Linked DNA regions of Sus scrofa: region 1 is linked to region 2. A link is a contact called in public promoter capture Hi-C data. All regions are on one chromosome and are shown on one strand. The core of a region is the stretch at or near the end of the contact, and the rest is flanking DNA. Distances in the headings are between cores, read along the strand shown.

What was found. Promoter capture Hi-C pulls out the DNA fragments that hold promoters and counts their contacts.
Region 1: a contact with region 2 is called in a promoter capture Hi-C map of fetal liver, with 5 times the contacts expected there. The contact joins the promoter of CTSC here to the promoter of LOC110255411 in region 2. A contact is called at or near these places in 2 of 5 promoter capture datasets (fetal liver and liver) and 1 of 47 Hi-C or Micro-C datasets (embryonic fibroblasts).

What each region holds. Positions count from the first base shown.
Region 1 is chr9:21,759,040-21,764,785 of Sscrofa11.1, forward strand. CTSC (dipeptidyl peptidase 1) reads right to left here and starts at 2,757. Exons shown (of 7, transcript XM_003129741.3): 1 at 2,192-2,757; 2 at 394-539. The coding sequence starts at 2,363. It overlaps LOC102160855 (a long non-coding RNA gene), which reads left to right and starts at 2,849. Exons shown (of 10, transcript XR_002346978.1): 1 at 2,849-3,495.
Region 2 is chr9:21,023,690-21,030,089 of Sscrofa11.1, forward strand. LOC110255411 reads right to left here and starts at 2,845. Exons shown (of 4, transcript XM_021062619.1): 1 at 2,817-2,845; 2 at 1,257-1,340.

The DNA of each region.
Region 1 (5,746 bases), core at 1,507-4,006, 740 kb after region 2:
TCAATTTCTCAGAGCTAACAAGAGGACAGTACAATAACCCTAAGATAAAGAAATTTATAAAATCTCTATCTTTCCTACAGATTCAGTACAAACCAAGTGACTAAATCAATGTTTAGAAATCAATGTGTAGTAATAAAGAAAATAAATTAAGAATCTACTCATACTTATCAAAATAACCAACACAGATCAGATGTGTTTTTTTAAAGCTATCAAAGTCATAATTTCAAATAAAGTGGCAAAATTACACCATCTAATTTCTCTTGGAAAAAGTGGTATGTATCAATTCTGGCTATCATCTTAATCTAAAGCTAAAATACCAAGTGTCTCTTTATTAGAAAAGTTTTCAGGTATCAGATCATTAAAAATATGAATGCATATCCCAACAGAACTAACCTTAAAAAAGGCAAACCACTTGTAGTCATTCAGCACAATCTCAAAACCTTGATTGTAAATGATGGTGAAACGTCCAGAATTGCCAAAGTCATCATATGCTGTATCCAACTTCTTAAGGTGCACCACTACTTTTTTTTCTGGTGGTCCTAAAGAAAAGAAAATGCACAACAAAGGAAAATTATTTGAACTTCAACAGGAGGGGAAAAAAAAAATCCCCTCTCTAATTTCTAATCTTTTTAAGCTGCTTTCCTTTCCTGCTACCTCTGATTTGGGTAGATCTGGCTTGTGAAGCTATGATTCCCCATTTTATGGCCTTCCTCTGGATAATCCCAGAGGAATCTAAGGCAAGACTGAAATGAAGGCTCGAAAGATATATGAAGGAGCCCAGCAGCAGAGAGAACAGTACAGTCATTACCAGAGCAAACAAACACTTTAGAAATTTTTCCACTGACGAAAAGGAGAAAGGGGGGATGTTGAAAATGACAGGCAGAAATGGGGAGAAGACAAAATGGTAGTCAAAAAGGGGAACTGTAAAAATATAAAAAGACCTATCAGATCAGAAGAATAAAGGGAATGATCTCTTTAGAGAAGAAATGGGGTATCTTTCTTTTAAATGGCTCTACAGTTTAGAACCTCAGAATGTGAATGCTTCTAAAGAACTCAGCAAACTTGTGGTTTCTAGCCTGTAGAACTAACTTCTACTGACAGGAACTAAACTTTTAGCCTTCAGAAAGTGGGGACTCATATTTTCCACATTTCGGAATTAATACTCTGAAAGAGGAGATTCTGTGACAGAAATGTGCAAATCCCTTGTCTTCTGCTTTGGACCTCCAGCTTCAATTTTCAAAAGAAAAAATGGTTATGATGCCCAGGATTATGAAATGCTACAGTTATCTGGAGTTGGACAGTCCTATAAGTCTGTTTTAGTAACAAATGACCTGGCAGTCTGTGTTCTGTTAACAAGGAAATTGCAGCCGAGAGCTTCACCCATTCTGCACAAGTCACAGGTTGGCAGAGGGTTTGTGTGCAACTAGAGTGCCTCTCCTGAACCAAGGTTGTGTGTTTTTTTCTTTTCCCTTCACTAAATTCTTTGTCTTTGGGATAGTCGTGTCATCTGAAGGCATTTGGAATGTCCCAGGGTGTTCAAACACTCGATATTTCTTGAGAGCCTTCCATGAGCTAGGCATTGTACTTGGCTCTGAGCATTTCAAAATACAATTACTGGCTAAAGAGTTATTAAAAAAAAAACTTTTATATACTAATACACTACCTCCCTGCAATCTATGCAACTGTGGAGTGGTACCAGAAGTTTTCTCAGACTAGAAGCAACAACACGTGTTCAAATCAAAATCGCCAGGCATAAGGGCACTTTCCCACAACTTAAAAGAAGAAAACTTTAATTGCTATATTCTCTGGAGTCTTTGAGCTCATTTCTCACTGGCACAATAAAAAACTGCAGATTGGACGGAAACATAAAATGGCACGGTCTTAACTCTCCTCCTCACCAAACCAAAACACAAATTAAGTGGGAAAAAGTACTTGTAAAAAGTGCTGAGGCGCCGGGGATAACTAGGACTAAGTGAAGTTAGAAATTCTCAGCAGTTCCACTTTGACATCGTTGCCCTGGAGCAGGAAAGGGCACCCGGAGGGGGGTCCCAAGTCCAGCCAGGACGTCCCTGGCCTCCAGCTAGTTGGGAGCTCGGAGGGGGCGCTGCGCGGAGAAGGGCTCAAGGACCGAACGGAAGGAGCCCCGGGCAGGCGCGAGAAGAGAGCGGGTCCGAGGGCGCCGGCGGCTTACCCATAACCGAGCAGTTGACGTCGCGCTGGGAACCACCAGGGCCCACGTGGAAGATCCAGGTGCCCAGCAGGTCAGGATAGGTGCAGTTGGCAGGAGTGTCACAGTGCGCGGTGCCCGCGACGTAAAGAAGCAGCAGGAGGGCAGAGAGCAGCGAGCCCAGCCGGGGACCCATGCCGGCCGGGAGCACAGGAGAGGTGGGGGAGGGAGCGGGAGCCGGAGCGTGGCAGGCTGGGGGCTGAGGCCACTACGGTCGCGCGCGCTCCTTAAAATAGTCCGAGGGGCCGGAAACCAGTGACCCAGCGTGGGCGGAGTCTCGGGGTGGCGGGGGCTGGGCACCCAGGCGTGGCCCCGCCCCTCAGGTAAGGGCTTGGTGGCGCGAGCCCCTCACCTGGCCGCGGCCCGACAGACGGCCTGGGACCCCAGGGTCAGGTTCTCTTGGCAAGGGATGTCTCCAGAGAGGACTGAGGAGCCACTGCTGGTCCGCGCGCGCCCCGGACTGCGCTCCTTGCAAAGTAACGGAGAGGGAGACCCGAGAGAGGAGAGAGAGAGGGAGGGAGAAAGAGACAGAGGTGGGGTGGCGGGGACTAAAGGTCAGAGAGAGACGGACACCGAGAGCTGGGAGGGGGAGGGGGTGGGGGTAGGGGACCGAAAGTGAGCAAAAAGCCCAGAGGGTGAGCGAGCTGGTTAAGTTTGCTTTTACTTCTTTGTCTTCGTTACTTAGTCCTCACCAACTCGGTTAACTTTTCTTCCCTCGGAACAATTTTCCGCGCGACCCCCAGCCACCCCAGTTGTTTTAGAACTGCTCTTCCTTCCGTTTCCCAAAACTTTCACTACCTTTTTTTTTTTCCTGGGTTTTGTCGGTTTCCTGTTAATGTTATTTGCCAGTTAGCCACGGGAAGATTCGACACGTAGTGCTCATTTGCAGTTTGTGCGATTAAGTGTTTTGTGTTTTTTTCCCCTGCTAAAGTTCTAGAACTTAGTTGTGCGCACGCGCACGCACAAACCCACAAGTGCACTTAAAGCTCTTGTTTTACAGCTGAAAAGCTGGAGGCCCAGCGGGGGGAAGTAACTTGGGGGGAGGAAGGGAACCAGCGGGTGGGAGAAAGCTGGTCTTAGGAGCAGATTCTAGGGTGACCAGTCTGATCGCCAGTAATTAATAGGTACCCCTATTTCCAGGTGCCTCCTTGTTCAGTGTAAGTATCACCCTTTCTGTAAGAGCTTCTCTGACTTTCCTGGCTCTTGTTGGAAGTTGGGCTCCTTTCAGAATCTTTTAGGCGTCAGGCCCTGTGCAGCATCAAGGACAGGTGAGGAACAAAACAGACTTTCCTGTGTCCCTGCCCTTTAGGGCACGTGCCTTTTGCCCTCATCACACTGGTTAGAAATAAATCCTTGTATGGCCAGTATTTTGTAAGCATTCAAAGGGAGCAAGTCCACCTCATGCACCTTGATCTCCCTTGATCCTGGCTTGAAAACACCAAGCGTGCTGGGGTGTTAAAAATAAATGCACTTCATAACCTTATCTTGGTCCCTAGGCCTGAAAGCTAATTTTGATTTGGCAAAAGAAGTTGCCCTTGAAAGCTTAGCAGTGGAAATGCTCTCTAATGTCCTCACAAACTGCAAAGGCAAGGGTGGGGCCAACTCTCTATCTCTAGGTTTTATTTCTGTTTACTTAAAATGATAAGCTGACAGCATATAATTAAGCTAAGACACTTACTGTTTAGAGATACACTGACAGCGTTACATTGCTTTCCTAATCTCTGAGAAAGTGTGTCATTTGTTGTTAAAAAACAGTAAAATTTTGTTTTTTAGGGCTGCACCCTCAGCATACGGAGGTTCGCAGGCTAGAGGTTGAATCAGAGCTAAAGCTGCCGGCCCACACCACAGCCACAGCAACTCAGGATCGAGCCCACAACCTCATGGTTCCTAGTCGGATTCATTTGTGCTGCGCCACAAAGGGAACTCCAAAAAACAGTAAAATTTTTTACCAGAGGGAGCTCCCATCGTGGCACAGCAGAAACGAATCCAAGTAGGAACCATGAGGTTGTGGTTAAGAACTCGACACAGTGTCTGTGACGATGCAGGTTCCATCCTTGGCCTTGCTCAGTGGGATAAGGATCCAGCATTGCTTTGAGCTGTGGTGTAAGTAATAGATTCGGCTCAGATCTGTGTTGCTGTGGCTGTGGCTTAGGCAGACAGCTGCAGCTCCAAATTCAGCCCCTAGCCCTGGAACCTCCAGATGCCGAAGAAAGAAAAAAAAATGTTTAAATGTTTTAAAAATTTCTTAAAATGTATATAAGTATTGAGAAAAAGTAATTTATTTCTCAATTTATTATAGTTGATCATCAGGGGAAAAGGGTATTTTAAATAAAATTTGAATACAAGTACATTTCATTTTCTAAAATGCTCATGTAGGAGTTCCCGTCATGGTGCAGGGGAAGCAGTTTGAACTAGGAACCATGAGGTTTCGGGTTTGATCCCTGACCTCGATCAGTGAGTCATGGATCCGGCATAGCCATGAGCTGCTGTGTAGGTTGAAGACATGGCTCAGATCTGACATTGTTGTGGCTGGGATATAGGCCGGTGGCTACAGCTCTGATTGGACCCCTAGCCTGGGAACCAACATATGCTGCAAGTGTGGCCCTAAAAAGCAAAAAAATTAAAATGCTCATGTATAAATGTACTGGAAAACTGAATGAGATTCAGGTACTTGCTCTTTATGTTTCTAAATAGAATTGTAGTGTCATGCGTGACTGAGTTACCTTGCTGTACAGTAGAAAATTGACAGAACACTGTAAACCAGCTATAATGGAAAAAACAAAAATCATTATAAAATAAAAAGAATGATAAAGTCATAATACAATTGATAGGGACCTTTTTTTTCTTGAGAACAGAAATTATTTCAGTGAGTTATAACTCAAATACCTCTTAGTCTAATGCATTCATTTTCCTGTTGGAAAGTGAGTATCCAGAGATAATAATAACTTGATGAATGTCCTAATAGTCTTGTCAGGTGGCCATTCAAATATCATACCTCCATTATTAATGCTAGGCAATTCTTGGTCAAGTTCCCAGCAAAACAAAGAACATTTCTGTTGATTTACCCAGAAGTTGCATTCCTGAAAATTTGGTTTATATTAAAATGATATAAAATGCAAGTGAGTTTATATGCAAATCACAGTTTGGTGCTAGGCTCAGACTGTTACAAGTAGGCTTATAGAGAAGCAATATTGCTTAGCAGAAATTCTCACACTGTGGTCCCAGGACCCACAGGACTGGCAGCATATGCATGTCCTTGAAATTTGCTAGAAATGCAAATTCCTGACCCCACTCATACCTACTGAATCAGAAAATGTCTAGGTAGGTCCCAGCAATCTGAGTTGTAACATCCCTTTCTAAGGGTCCTGACACAGCTACCATTTGAGAATCACTGGCTTAGAGATGAACCACAAGGACTTAAGTCACATGGCCTAAGTTTGAAGCATGGCTCTGCCACTCACCAGCTGTTTGATCTTGAGGAAGTTATTTTACTTCTTTTCGTGGCTTGGTTTTCTCATC
Region 2 (6,400 bases), core at 1,595-4,094:
CCTTCAAGTGTGTCCTAAAGGAAATAATGCACTGGGCTTCTGTTCTTTCTTTCCTTTTTTTTTTTTCCTCTTTTCATCAAACAGTATGACTGGTAAAAAATTCCATGTCATATAGACATGTTTCTTCCTTGTAGCTGCTGCTTAGTAATCACTAACATGAAACCGTTTACTCCACCATTTTCCTTCTAGGTTTTCCCATTTTCCATGATTATCAACAGTGTTCCAAACATCCTCTCCTCTGCCCTCCCTCTGTACATTCAGTGGTTTCTCTGAGTAGAGGTGGAGATTCAGTTTGGGGCAGGAAATGGGGAGGTAACTGACATGGACTATACAGAACTTTGGTTCAGCAAAGCCACTCAACAAAGATTTATTGGGCGCCCACTAACTTCAAGATGCTATTCAAGGTACCAGGGTTACAGCAAAGGAATAACAGCGAGAACTCCCTTAACACTGGGGCTGTAAGCCTTTGTCTGTGCAGACCTGAAAATCCCAGCAATACTCTCTCTCTCTCTCTCTCTCTCTCTCTCTCACACACACACACACACACACACACACACACACATCTGGTCCACAAGAAAGGTCTCAGGCCAGGTGTAATTTGTAATTTTTTATCTGGCTCATAAGCCACTGCAGTTTGCCTGTTCCATTTTTAGTTCAGTTTGGCGTGTGCTGCCCATGCCCCCTCGGGTCTGCATCCCCACCAAAGCATGACGTTCTGATTGTGTCAGCAAACCTCGGGCTGCAGGTTTCCTGGTCTTAGCACACAACATACCCGTCTCAGCCTCCTTCGGTGATGGGGGCGCCAGGCTTCCACAGGTGGACCTGTGGACCTGTACTGGCTGAAGTCACCCAGGAATTTTACTTGCCGCTGTCCTTTCATTTGGGGTCAGGTCGTTTCTGAGGCCTGTTTCCTCGATATCTATTAAACTTTTGTCAGTCATCAATTAACTTCCTTTCTCTTGGCATGCGGAAGTTTCAGGGCCAGGGCTTGAACCTGTGCCATAGCAGTGACCCAAGCCACAGCTGTGACAATGCTGGATCCTAACCCGCTGTGTTACCAGGGAACTCCATCAATTAAACCCTTAAGTGAATTTTCTTTTCAGGTTATTTTGGTCCCACAAGAGGACCCTGCGGCTGTAGAGTGGGATTAATGCCAAAGGCCTAAAAAGGTGCAAAGCAGGAAATGACCCTGTCCTTGGTCGGTCGTTATGGGTTGGATGCCAAAGGGGGGGCATGAGACATGATTCAAGTCTTACCTCTTCGCTCCTGTTTCCGTCTTTACTTTCTCAAGCCTGTGCTTTCCTGCCACATCTTTGCCGTTAATTTCTTCAGTTTGGGTTCTGCAGGGGAAGAAATGAAGTATTTATTTTCCTCTTTGTTTCAGGGAAGATTGAAAGTGAGACTTGTAAGAGCCTAAAGGAATGTCGTAAGGAAAAGAGGTGGCTTGCTTGGTTTTTCTCCCCTCAGAAGTGAGTCAGGGGCCGTTCATTCAAAGTGGGAGTGTTTAGAGTCATGTCTCAGTGGCATGTGTGACAGGTGTACCCTACCAGACTTGGCATAGTGAAGAGGCACAGTCTGTGAAGTGGGGGGAAAGGCTTTTTTTTTTCCTCTCAGAATTATTAAAGTAGGTGCCATTTCCATGGCATTATTTTAAATATAAACCTGACCGGAGGCCAGTGGTCAAACTAGGTATTGACTAGGTATTGGCTTCATCAAAATACTCAAGAGTTTGTGGCATGAATGATCGAATGGCCTTGTGATGCTTAAGAAAGGCAGCAGTTATTTCCTTACTAAGATGGAAATGTATTTAAGTGTATTAAGAGAGGTTTTGTATGAACAACTTCTTCCCTTTGAAATTTAATTTGTAATATAGATAAAACCTGCAAAAACTACAGGAAGCAATTCAGTTGGATCTAAATCTGAGCCTACAGTTTTTGGAAGCCTGTCATTCTCAGGAATAGCAGTAAGGCTCTCTTAACAAATCTACAAAACTGGAGGTATAATCAAATCATCTAGGTTTTTTTTTTTTTTTAAATTAGAACTCTTGTTCATTAGAATTTAAAGTTCAAAAAGGGGATTACAATTATTAAAGCAGCAATATGCCCAGCCCAAGGGGATGGATCATGATTTTTCTAGGCCTTTCATGTTACTCCTCCTCATCCAGATGTTTTTCCAGCCTTTCCTCTGAAGATGGTCATGTGACCCAGTTTGGGCCAATAACATGTCATGGAAAGTCTGGGAAACTCTCAGGAATTTTTCCCCCCCCTGATTAAAGGGAAGCTCTTTTCAACTCCTTTTTTTCCTTTTTTTTTTCCTCCCCTGTTCCTAACACTAGTTAATGGGATCTGGATCTATGGCAACGATCTTGCACACGTGAGGTGAAAAGTACAAAGATGAACACCCACCATGTTAAAGAAATCAGAGCAGAAAAATGGAAGGAACCTGTCTCCCAGATGATGTTCTTGAGCCACTGAATCACTGCCAGTAACCATATTCCTCTGAGCATTTTGAGCAAACAAACCTTGATCGCTTGTGGCTCTATTAGTCAAGGATCCTGTTACTTTCAGCTAAAAACGTTTCTAGTTGACACACTCCAATCCTATCCAGATCAGGCCGCAGATCCATTTTCCAGGTATGCCTCCCTCTCTTGATTTAGAATGTTTTCTTTTCCTCCCCTGCGCCACTTCTGCATGTATCCTGAAATATTCAGTCACCTCCTCTTTGAAGGTTTTGCTGATCTTTCATCTGTCTTTCTGAAGCACATTGCTAACACCTCCCGTAAAGCATGTTCCATTTTTGCGTGGCCATGTACTCACCTGCTGCTTCTGTAGATTCTGGTATCCGCTGGAAGGGCAAAGGCCACAGCTCATTCCCCATCTCCTGCCTAAATTGGGCCTTTACATATAAGGGAGTTGAGGGGAGGAGTTAGGGTGGGAGGTGGCGTTCTCACAACTGCCTGTTGAATATATGCTAAGACTGAGGAGTCTGCAGATTAAAAAGCCACCCTTAGCCCTCCCTGTAAACATCTGGAAAGTATTATCCTTACAAATGATTTTGTAAATACTCCAGGAAATTGGCTTCTACTACCATTCCAGCAGCTAGTGGAGCCAGTTTGGCTTCAGGTCTTAGAGAAATGATTTGTCATCTGTTTCATTTGTTCGCTTTTTCCTGACAGAGCTGGAATTCTGGATTGTTCCCCACTTAAAAAGCTGCCGAAGCCAAACCAGAAGTAGACAGGGCAGGATGTGTGGCCCTTCCTTCCCACTCATTTCACAGGGTAAAAATTCACAGGCAGTTTTCCTAGAATTACATTTTGTGACTGGATTTTCAATAGCATATTATGATTTTTTTTTCCCCTATAAGAGAGAGGATCTTATATATTTGAGAGGGAAAAGCTTGGAATTACCTTTATCAGTACAGGCAGAGCCCTAACAAATGGCTCCTTCTGATATTCATTTTTAGGAGGAAAAGAGGGAAATTAAAATGTATGAGATGCCTCTGGTATATCATAGATTGTTTACATCTCATTCAAACCCTACAGCCTGATAATAGATATTATTCTGTTTTACTGGTGAAAGAACTGGTAATTTTCCCAAGGTGGCAATACTGGCAGTGGAGCTCAGACCTTCAGTAGTTGGAAGTTTAAATTTTGTTTTTCTCAGAACATAGCAATTCTTCCCAAGGAGTGGCATCTTCACTCCCTTCTGTTAAAGATAATCATAATATTGTAATAAAAACTTTGCCTCCAAAAGTGGTTTTGACATTTACTTTGAGCTCACATAGAAGACTAGGAACTGGAATTACCCTCTCACTTGAAAAGGCTAAAAAATCTGCTACTATCTGTAAAAACAACAGTTTTCAGATGCTGACATGAAGCAGTGCAGAGCACTGATCCTTGAGAACAGGAAAGCAAGTGCAATGAGTCCTTTGATTGCCCCAGCTCATGTCTGGAGAGGGCTTCCAGGTTGCAGCCCAGGGAGGGAGCAGCACAGCAGAGCCCAGAGGTCTCCCTGGGTTGAGGAAACAGACCTGGGAGTCCAGAGAGGCCAAAGCAGGTGAAGCTCAGAGGGCAGCATACAAGAGAGGACCAAGCTGCACACAGGGCATAGAGATCTAGAGAGGGTCCCCTCGAGACTTAAGCTAAGTACTTCTGTTTGCATGGGAGGAAGTTACTGAGGTTGGAAAAAGAACCACCTGAAAGGAACAGAGGGAATAATCACTGAGGTTACACAAAGCCATGAATACTTTGTGTTCCTGCTGGCCAGAGTAGAAAACCAACCTCAAAGGGCCCTGGATAGGAGATTCAGAAAAGTATTGCTTCTGTAGGAGAGTGAAATTAACCAGTGAACTAAAGGCTGCAAAGTATTGGTTACTATGTAACTGTCTCCTAGAGCAAAGTACAAGAGCACAGGGACACAGATATTTTGAGTATGCAACAAGGTAAAATTTAAAACCTTTGGCATCCAATAAAAATTGTCAGGCATGCAAAAAGGCAGAAAAATACCATCCATATAGAAGGGGGGAAGATCCAGAAATAACACAAATAATAGAATTATTATTTGTATAAAGGGAAATTATAATTATATGCCATATAATCAAGAAGGTAGTTGTCCAGAAGTAGACGCAAGGTTGAGCATGTTAATATATATATAAAGGACCAGAAAAATTACCTTGTAAGAGATGAAAATACAATGTCTAAGATTTAAAACAAAAACAAACCACACTAGGTGAGATCTGTTAATCTGTTGTAGACCAGACAGCAAAAGAAAAGGTTGTACAACTTGAAGCCATAGCAGTAGAAATTATCTCAAACTATTTAGAGGGAAATATGATTTTAAAAGTGGACAGAACATTAGTGAGCTGTGGGTCAACTTTCAGCAGCCTGATGTACATACAATTGGAGTCCTCAAAGGAGAAGAGACGGTATGAGGAGGGAAGGGGTACAGACAAATATTTTTCTTATGTGTTTTCATCTTTTTTTGGGTCATGTGAAGACAGTGGCCATTTTTTTTTCAAATTTGATGAAAATTATAAACTCACATGTCCCAGAAAGTCAGTGAACTTCAAGGACAAGAAACATGGATCACACTAAAGTACATATTAATCAAATTGCTTCAAACCAGTGATTTTTAAAAAATCTTAAAGCACTGCGGCAGGGAGGGGAGACATACTACAAACAGAGGAGTTCAGATAAAAATGATAGGAAACTTCTCACTGACAACAATGGAAACCAGAAGATGGTGAAGCAATGCCTTTAAAATCATAAAAGGATCAAAACAGAAGAAAACTTGCCAACCTAGAATTCTATATGCAGTGAAAATATTTTTTCAAACAACAAAGGTAAGATACTTTTTCAAACGTCCAAAACCTGAATAAATACATCACCAGAAGACCTAGATTACAAGAAATGCTGTCTTTCAACTATATATAAAATGATACCACGTGGAAATGTAAATATGTGGCTAGATATTAAAGCCCCTTCATTATTTTGCTATTAAACTTATTTACTTTTTAAAATTAGAGGATATGGAGTTCCCATTGTGGCTCAGCAGAAATGAATCCGACCAGTAACCATTGCAGGTTCGATCCCTGGGCTCACTCAGTAGGTTAAGGATCTGGCATTGCCATGAGCTGTGACGTAGGCCACAGACACGGCTCAGATCCCCCCATTGCTGTGGCTGTGGTATAGGCTGGCGGCTACAGCTCTGATTTGACCCCTAGCCTGGGAACCTCCACATGTCAGAAGTGAAGCCCTAAAAAAAAGCAAAATAAATAAATAAATAAATAAAATTAGAGGATAGTTGATTTACAATGTTGTGCCACATTATTAAGTCTATTTAAAAGATAATTGTTCAGGAGTTCCCATTGTGGCACAGCGGAAATGAATCCAACTGGGAACCATGAGGTTGCAGGTTCAACCCCTGGCCTCGCTCAGTGGATTAAGGATCCAGTGTTGCTGTGAGCTGTGGGTGTAAGTCACAGATGTGGCTTAGATCCTGCATTGCTGTGGCCATGGCGTAGGCCGGCAGTTGTAGCTCTGATTAGACCCCTAGCCTGGGAACCTCCATAGGCTGCAGGAGTGCAGGAGTGGCCCTAAAAAAAAAAAAAATCACAAGGATAACTTCTCAAAGCAAGGATAGTAACCTTTTGTGTGTGTGTGTGAAGTTCATAACACACTTCAAAGTAAAACATAACAATTACAGAAAGTTTAGGTGAAAATGGAAGTATACTATGGGACTATTCTTACACATGAAGTGGTATTAACTGTGATAAAGGTATATAATATAACTCCTAAAATATTCCCCTCACTCCCAAGAAGTGTTATAGCTAATAAGCCAACAACAAAATACAGTGGAATCATTAAGCATTCGGTTAATTCAAAAGAAGAAAAAGGAGAGGG